Linked DNA regions of Sus scrofa: region 2 is linked to region 1. A link is a contact called in public HiChIP or PLAC-seq data. All regions are on one chromosome and are shown on one strand. The core of a region is the stretch at or near the end of the contact, and the rest is flanking DNA. Distances in the headings are between cores, read along the strand shown. Region 1 holds the start of FSD1L (FSD1-like protein). Region 2 holds the start of FKTN (fukutin).

The links. HiChIP or PLAC-seq counts read pairs in DNA pulled down with a chosen protein or histone mark.
Region 2: a contact with region 1 is called in an H3K27ac HiChIP or PLAC-seq map of alveolar macrophages. The contact joins the promoter of FKTN here to the promoter of FSD1L in region 1. A contact is called at or near these places in 1 of 5 promoter capture datasets (liver), 3 of 47 Hi-C or Micro-C datasets (embryonic fibroblasts, epiblast stem cells and psoas muscle) and 2 of 2 datasets of contacts at active chromatin or transcription factors (alveolar macrophages and skeletal muscle).

What each region holds. Positions count from the first base shown.
Region 1 is chr1:246,766,632-246,769,494 of Sscrofa11.1, reverse strand. FSD1L (FSD1-like protein) reads right to left here and starts at 1,348. Exons shown (of 14, transcript XM_005660313.3): 1 at 1,171-1,348. The coding sequence starts at 1,185.
Region 2 is chr1:246,851,043-246,853,905 of Sscrofa11.1, reverse strand. FKTN (fukutin) reads right to left here and starts at 1,519. Exons shown (of 11, transcript XM_013993732.2): 1 at 1,171-1,519.

The sequences.
Region 1 (2,863 bases), core at 99-2,598:
AATAAAAACTGAGTATACCTGAGTTTCAAGATGCACCCATATAATGAAATCACAGGACTTTTGCTAAATACTATACTAGTTTATACTTAACACGTCACTACAATATTCCCTCATCCCCCAGTGCTCCTCAAGGAAGTGAATCGAGGCAAAATTACAGAAAACATTGTTGTACTAAGTCTTTCCAGTACTTTCTATCTAATAATAGAAAAGAATGGCCTCTTGGATATGCCCTTGTTTTTCCTTGTTACATTATTAATAACACTTGTGTTTTCTTCCTATACCGCACTATATTTCAATTACTATAATCTAACAAAGAGAACAGGGAGGTTGATTTCCAGATAAGAATTACGACAATATTAATAACTCACTTATACTTGTATTCAAAACACTGGCTATATTCTCTAAATATTTTGTTGTTGTTATTGTTGTTAATAGAAACAGCTAGTTCTATATACCCTTTCCTTAACTTGTTCGGAAAGTATAAAACATGCCAAGACAACCATTAAGGTAACTGTGACCAGCAACATAGAAGTGGACAGAGGGTGGGACCGCTGCCTTGACAAACTGTCAGTCTTTTCGCTCAATTCAACCAGCACTAAACACTAAGACGTGCGTGTGAACTGGTCCCTAGGAGCGGGGAGCAGGGGGCGGGGGGAGGGGAGCGGGTGGAGAAGGCGCGCGGAGGGGGGGATACCAAGGATATCTGGTTCCGACCTAAAAAAGCACGTATTGTGCAAAGACAGGAGAAGAGTGGGTCGAGCACAGGGCGTCAGCAAACAGACCCCCATGTGCCTTAGTTTCCTCTTCTACTGAGGATGGATTAAGCACGATGGGAGGCTGTGAGAATCAAAGGGGGCCTAGAGCGCTGCAGAAAATGATAGACTGAAAAATGGGGATGGCTCCCGATTCCCGCTCAGGAGTCAGTGCCCAGGACAAAGTGCAGGGCAGAGGCAATCCAGGGTCAACGGGCGCGGTCCCCGCAATCCGGCAGGCGCCGCTCTGCTCTCACCCAGGAAGGAGTCGGGCGGCCTTGCGCTCCGCAGTGGCAGCCACAGCCCAGCCATGCCCGGGCCGCCCCGCGAGCCCACCGCCCACCGCCCACCCGGCCCCAGGCGCCCCGCCCACCCTCCGCCCGGCCTCAGGGGCCCCGCGCCCCTCACTCCCGCTTACTTTCTGGGAGTCCATGGCAAAGGGTTAGGTCCACTGGACCCGAACCGCGTCGAGGAACCTTGCGAGTAGGCAGAGGGAGGTTGGACACACCGAGACCGCTACCCGAGAGCCGCCGCTCTGCTGAGCCACCACCGCCTCGGCCTCAGCCCGCACCGGCGCCGCCCGGCCCCGCCCCGTCCGCGCCCAGCCCAGCGCGCGCCGTAGTCGCGCCGCGGTTGCCAGGGTGAAAGGGCGGCCCGAGAAGGGAGGGGGCGAGGAGCGCCTTGCGCATGCGTCTTGCAGCCAGTCGGGATGCGGCGGGGCGTTGGGGGTACTTGTCCTGCCTGTGCTGCGAGGGAGCTGTAGGGAGAAACGGGTGCTTGCCCTTCTGTCCAGACGGTCCTTTGAAGATAACTCTCCCTTCTTCCCCGTCCTTTTTCCTCCAGGCCTTGAGATGGACCATTGGGCTTCTTCCAGCAGCCAGGTCCATGGGGAGGGCGCGGGGACTGCAGGGGGGAGCTCTGGCCCTGGAGATACATCAGCCCCCATCCATCCTGAAAGCATCTGAAGCATCTCTCCACACTAGCGTTGGAGGAGCAGCCAGGCTAGACCGGGCCCAGCAGCCCAGTGAGAAGCAAAGGGCTGGGAAAGGGATTTAGTGGAAACATGGGGAAAGCCTATAGGAATGTGACAGAAACTTGGGTAGACTGGAGCCTGGTAGACCTTTCCCAGATAGCCCCCTGGGAAATTTTGAGCAAGTATTCTCCCTGAACCTGTTTCATCTTCCGTAAAATAAGAGAAATAATGCTGACTTTGCAAGAACATTTTGAAGATTAAATAACATAGTGGGAGTGCCCAATGCATAGTTAATTCTCAAAAATTACAGTTTTTAGTGGGAAACTAGAATCTGCTCAATATGGACCTAGGGGACAAAGCAGACTAGAAAGCTTGGGAAGGTAGGCTTGAAAATGTTCTTCCCCAAAGCAAACAGGCCTCATCCTACATTTCGATGATTCCAGAGAGGCTCAAAAAAGTTCAACTGGGCAATCACGATAAATGAACAAAAGGGAAGTATATATTGAGTATCTATTGGGTACGAATTCAGTGGACTGAGAATCAGCGGTGACAAGCCATTATATATATATATAATATATATGGTGCATTATATATATATAATATATATGGTGATTAGAAGTTTTATAAAGAAAAATTACATGGGATAAATGGACTCAAAGAATTGTGAGGGCTCCATTTTCTGTAGGAGGGTGTGGGAAGGTCTCTCTCAGGAGTGACCTGAGTCAAGTGAGAGAATAACTGTACAAAGATCTAGAAAAAAACATTCTAGACAGAAAAAAACAGCAAATACAAAGGTCCTGAGAGGGCATGATCTTTATGTTTAAGAAACAGCCTTTATCCTACAAGGCCGTATTTATATTTGTACATGGGTCTCTCCAACTACTTTGTGGGTTGAGATTTCTTTTACCTATGTCTGTATCCCCAGTACAGGGCCTGCCATCTAGTTCAATAAATCCTTTTTTAACTGGACAGACACATACAACAAATGGGATGAAGTGAAAAAAAGGAAAAACAAGGTCAGGCTTGAAGGCCAGGGTCCAGGGAACTCCTATGTGTACAATTTCACTCCTGCATCTGAAAGAAGTAGTGGCATGGGGTCTTCCAGAAAGATGCTCCCTCTCTTGGTACCAAGGGAAAG
Region 2 (2,863 bases), core at 270-2,769, 84 kb before region 1:
TTCTTTCAACTGAACTGAAAATTGAACCCGGGGGAATACATAAAAAGAGAAAGGGATGGTTAAATTACCCCCTGTCCAGAAAGCTGCTGCAGCTCCCCCACTGCCTACGGAAGCTCTCCACACTCCTTCACAAGGCTTCAAGGTCCTTTCCAGCTGAGACCCAACGTTAGCTCCCAACACATAGCCGGCCCTCCCTTCCCTGCACCCGTCCCTCCGGCAATTTTCTTAATACGCAGTGATGCTCAAATCTGATAGACCCTCTCGAGCCTCTGTACCTATGCAAGCATTGGTCTGACAATCTGCAATCGCTCTTTCTCCCTCCGCCCCCCATTCTCCCTAGCTCCTCTTGCAAATTCCGAGACGGCTCTCACGACTCTACTCACACGTCGCTACCCCACGCAGGTCCTAAGAGTCTCGACTGCGCTTCAGTACCAAATCTGTTAGGGAATGAGGATTATCTCGCTAACACGCCCAGGAGCGTGGAAAAGACCGCGGAGCGCACGTCCACCACCAGCTGCTCGTGGACTCCTCAGTGAGTACCCCCCCGCCCCCGCCCTTAGCGCCTCGACCTGTGACCCGACTGGGCCTGCGGGGGGTGCCCAAAAGGCTGAGGGATGCCCAATGACCGGCCCCGAGCCACCAGCAACACTCGCCATGAGATGCCCGCCCATCCCCGGCGACCAAACTGAGCTTCCCTACACCTTACCTCACCCGAGAGCGGCGGCAACCCCACTTTACGGCACTTAACAGTAACCGCTGCAAAAGGGGCCGTCAAGTGCAGTCGTACGTTCCGGTCTGGTTGGTGTTGCAGACGTTGAAGCGTTGCAGGCACCCTGACTCTGTCCAGTTCACGACTCTTGACGCTTCCTCACTGCCCGAAATTGACTGAGCACCGGCGCTTTTCTAGCTTTGGGGATCTAGCCACATAGCCAAAGCCCTTTTCTGTCTTGCCTAGGTAACAACTACAGCAGCGCACTGAAGCGTCCTGAGATTTTAAGAAGTGGTCCAAGGATTGGAGAGGCACCAGCTGTTTCCCAAAGCGTGTGAGTTTGCCAGATAAAAATATAGGACACCAGTTAAATATGAAGTTCAGATAAACAGTTGATAATTTTTTAGTGTGTGCTTTGCAGCAGGATTCAGAGTAACTCCCTGAATTCTGGTTTTGCTTACCATCAGATGAGGTCGGGGAATGGAGTGGGAAATGTTAATATTGCTCTTGAGGTTCAGGCCTCTGCGAGACATCCAAGCTCCAGGGGACAGTTATACTCTTGTTAAAGTCTGGAAGTGTACACACAATCAGTTCTGGACCTGGCTGTTTAACTTTCAACTGTGTAATCCAAAGTATTGTTAAAAATCAGATAGGAGTCAATTTTGACAATTTTGTAAACTATAAAACACTAAACAAATTACTGTCATTTTAGGCTTTCTACAAAAATTACTATTATCAACCCATGGTGAAAACTGAAAAGACTCCCCTCATGTATTTGAGTGTTTTCTAAACTTTTTTTTTGCATTTTGAAATTAGCCTTTTATTATACTAGAGAGTACTGATACATAAAATTCATTTATTAAAATAGTACAGAATGTTGTATACATGTTTTATTACACCCTGAGTTATTTTTAGTGGACTAACTTGGTTTCCAACTTGATGATACATACATCTATCAAGTAGCACAATGCCACTTACTGTGTATTCAATAATACCCACGGACTCTAGACTCTGGTTTTTTGGGGTAAAGTATAAAATGAAGTCTTTTTCTTTCCCATTTTCCAGGGGTTATTATGATCCTTATCAGTTTCTTGGTTTTCCTTCGATAAGTTTTTTGTATACATACAAGTTTATTCTGTTTGTAACCAGATGACAAGGCCAATACTGAACCCAAGTTCAGCTGCTTGCCACTAGAAAGGCCAATACTCGAGAGACAAGCGTTAGTGGGAAATGAAAAGTTGCTTTATTCAGGAGACCAGCAACCTGAGAAGATGGTGGACTAATGTCCTAAGACCATCTCCAAACTGCAGGTCAGGAGACAAAAGTTAAAAAGACAGTGTGAGAGAGGGGGGCAGGATATGTGATCAGCTTGTGCACAGCTAATCAGCTTGGATTAGTTGACGTCAAGGTGAAGTTTCCAGCATCACCAATTTTGATTTCAACCAGTGTACAGTCTAGATGCTTGTTATTCTCAGTTTTCATCTGGTTAGGGTCTGCTTCCTGTTAAAACAACTTAGGAGTGTGTGTCAGACTTTTATTTATATTTTTCAGGGAACTGGGAATTTGTTGACTCTTTGTAGGCTGTTTTATAGTGTAAATTGTTGCCGATATCCCAGCTCAACAACTTTGTTTCTACATCACCTTTCCCAATCACTTTTGTCTTTTTTTTTTTTTTGCCATTTCTTGGGCCACTCCTGCGGCATATGGAGATTCCCAGGCTGGGGGTCTAATGGGAGCTGTAGCCACAGCAATGTGGGATCCGAGCTGCGTCTGCAACCTACACCACAGCTCACGGCAATGCCAGATCCTTAACCCACTGAGCAAGGCCAGGGATCCAACCCGCAACCTCATGGTTCCTAGTTGGATTCGTTAACCACTGAGCCACGACGGGAACTCCCCCAATCATTAACTCTTGAGCCAGCCTTTTGAGATTCTTGAGAGACCTGGGAGGCTAAAGCTTTTTTTATGAAAGAGAGCAAGTGAAGAACATAGGGGGAAGGGGTGGTCTGTCCCAGGAAGGCTCCATAGGGTCCTGCTTGATTACAATCACTTTTCTTTGATACACCTCAATCCTGAGAAGAAACAGGTGTTGAACAAGAAGGGAATAAAGTTTGGAATACAGAGGGTAACCATAAACTTGGCAGATGAACTGTT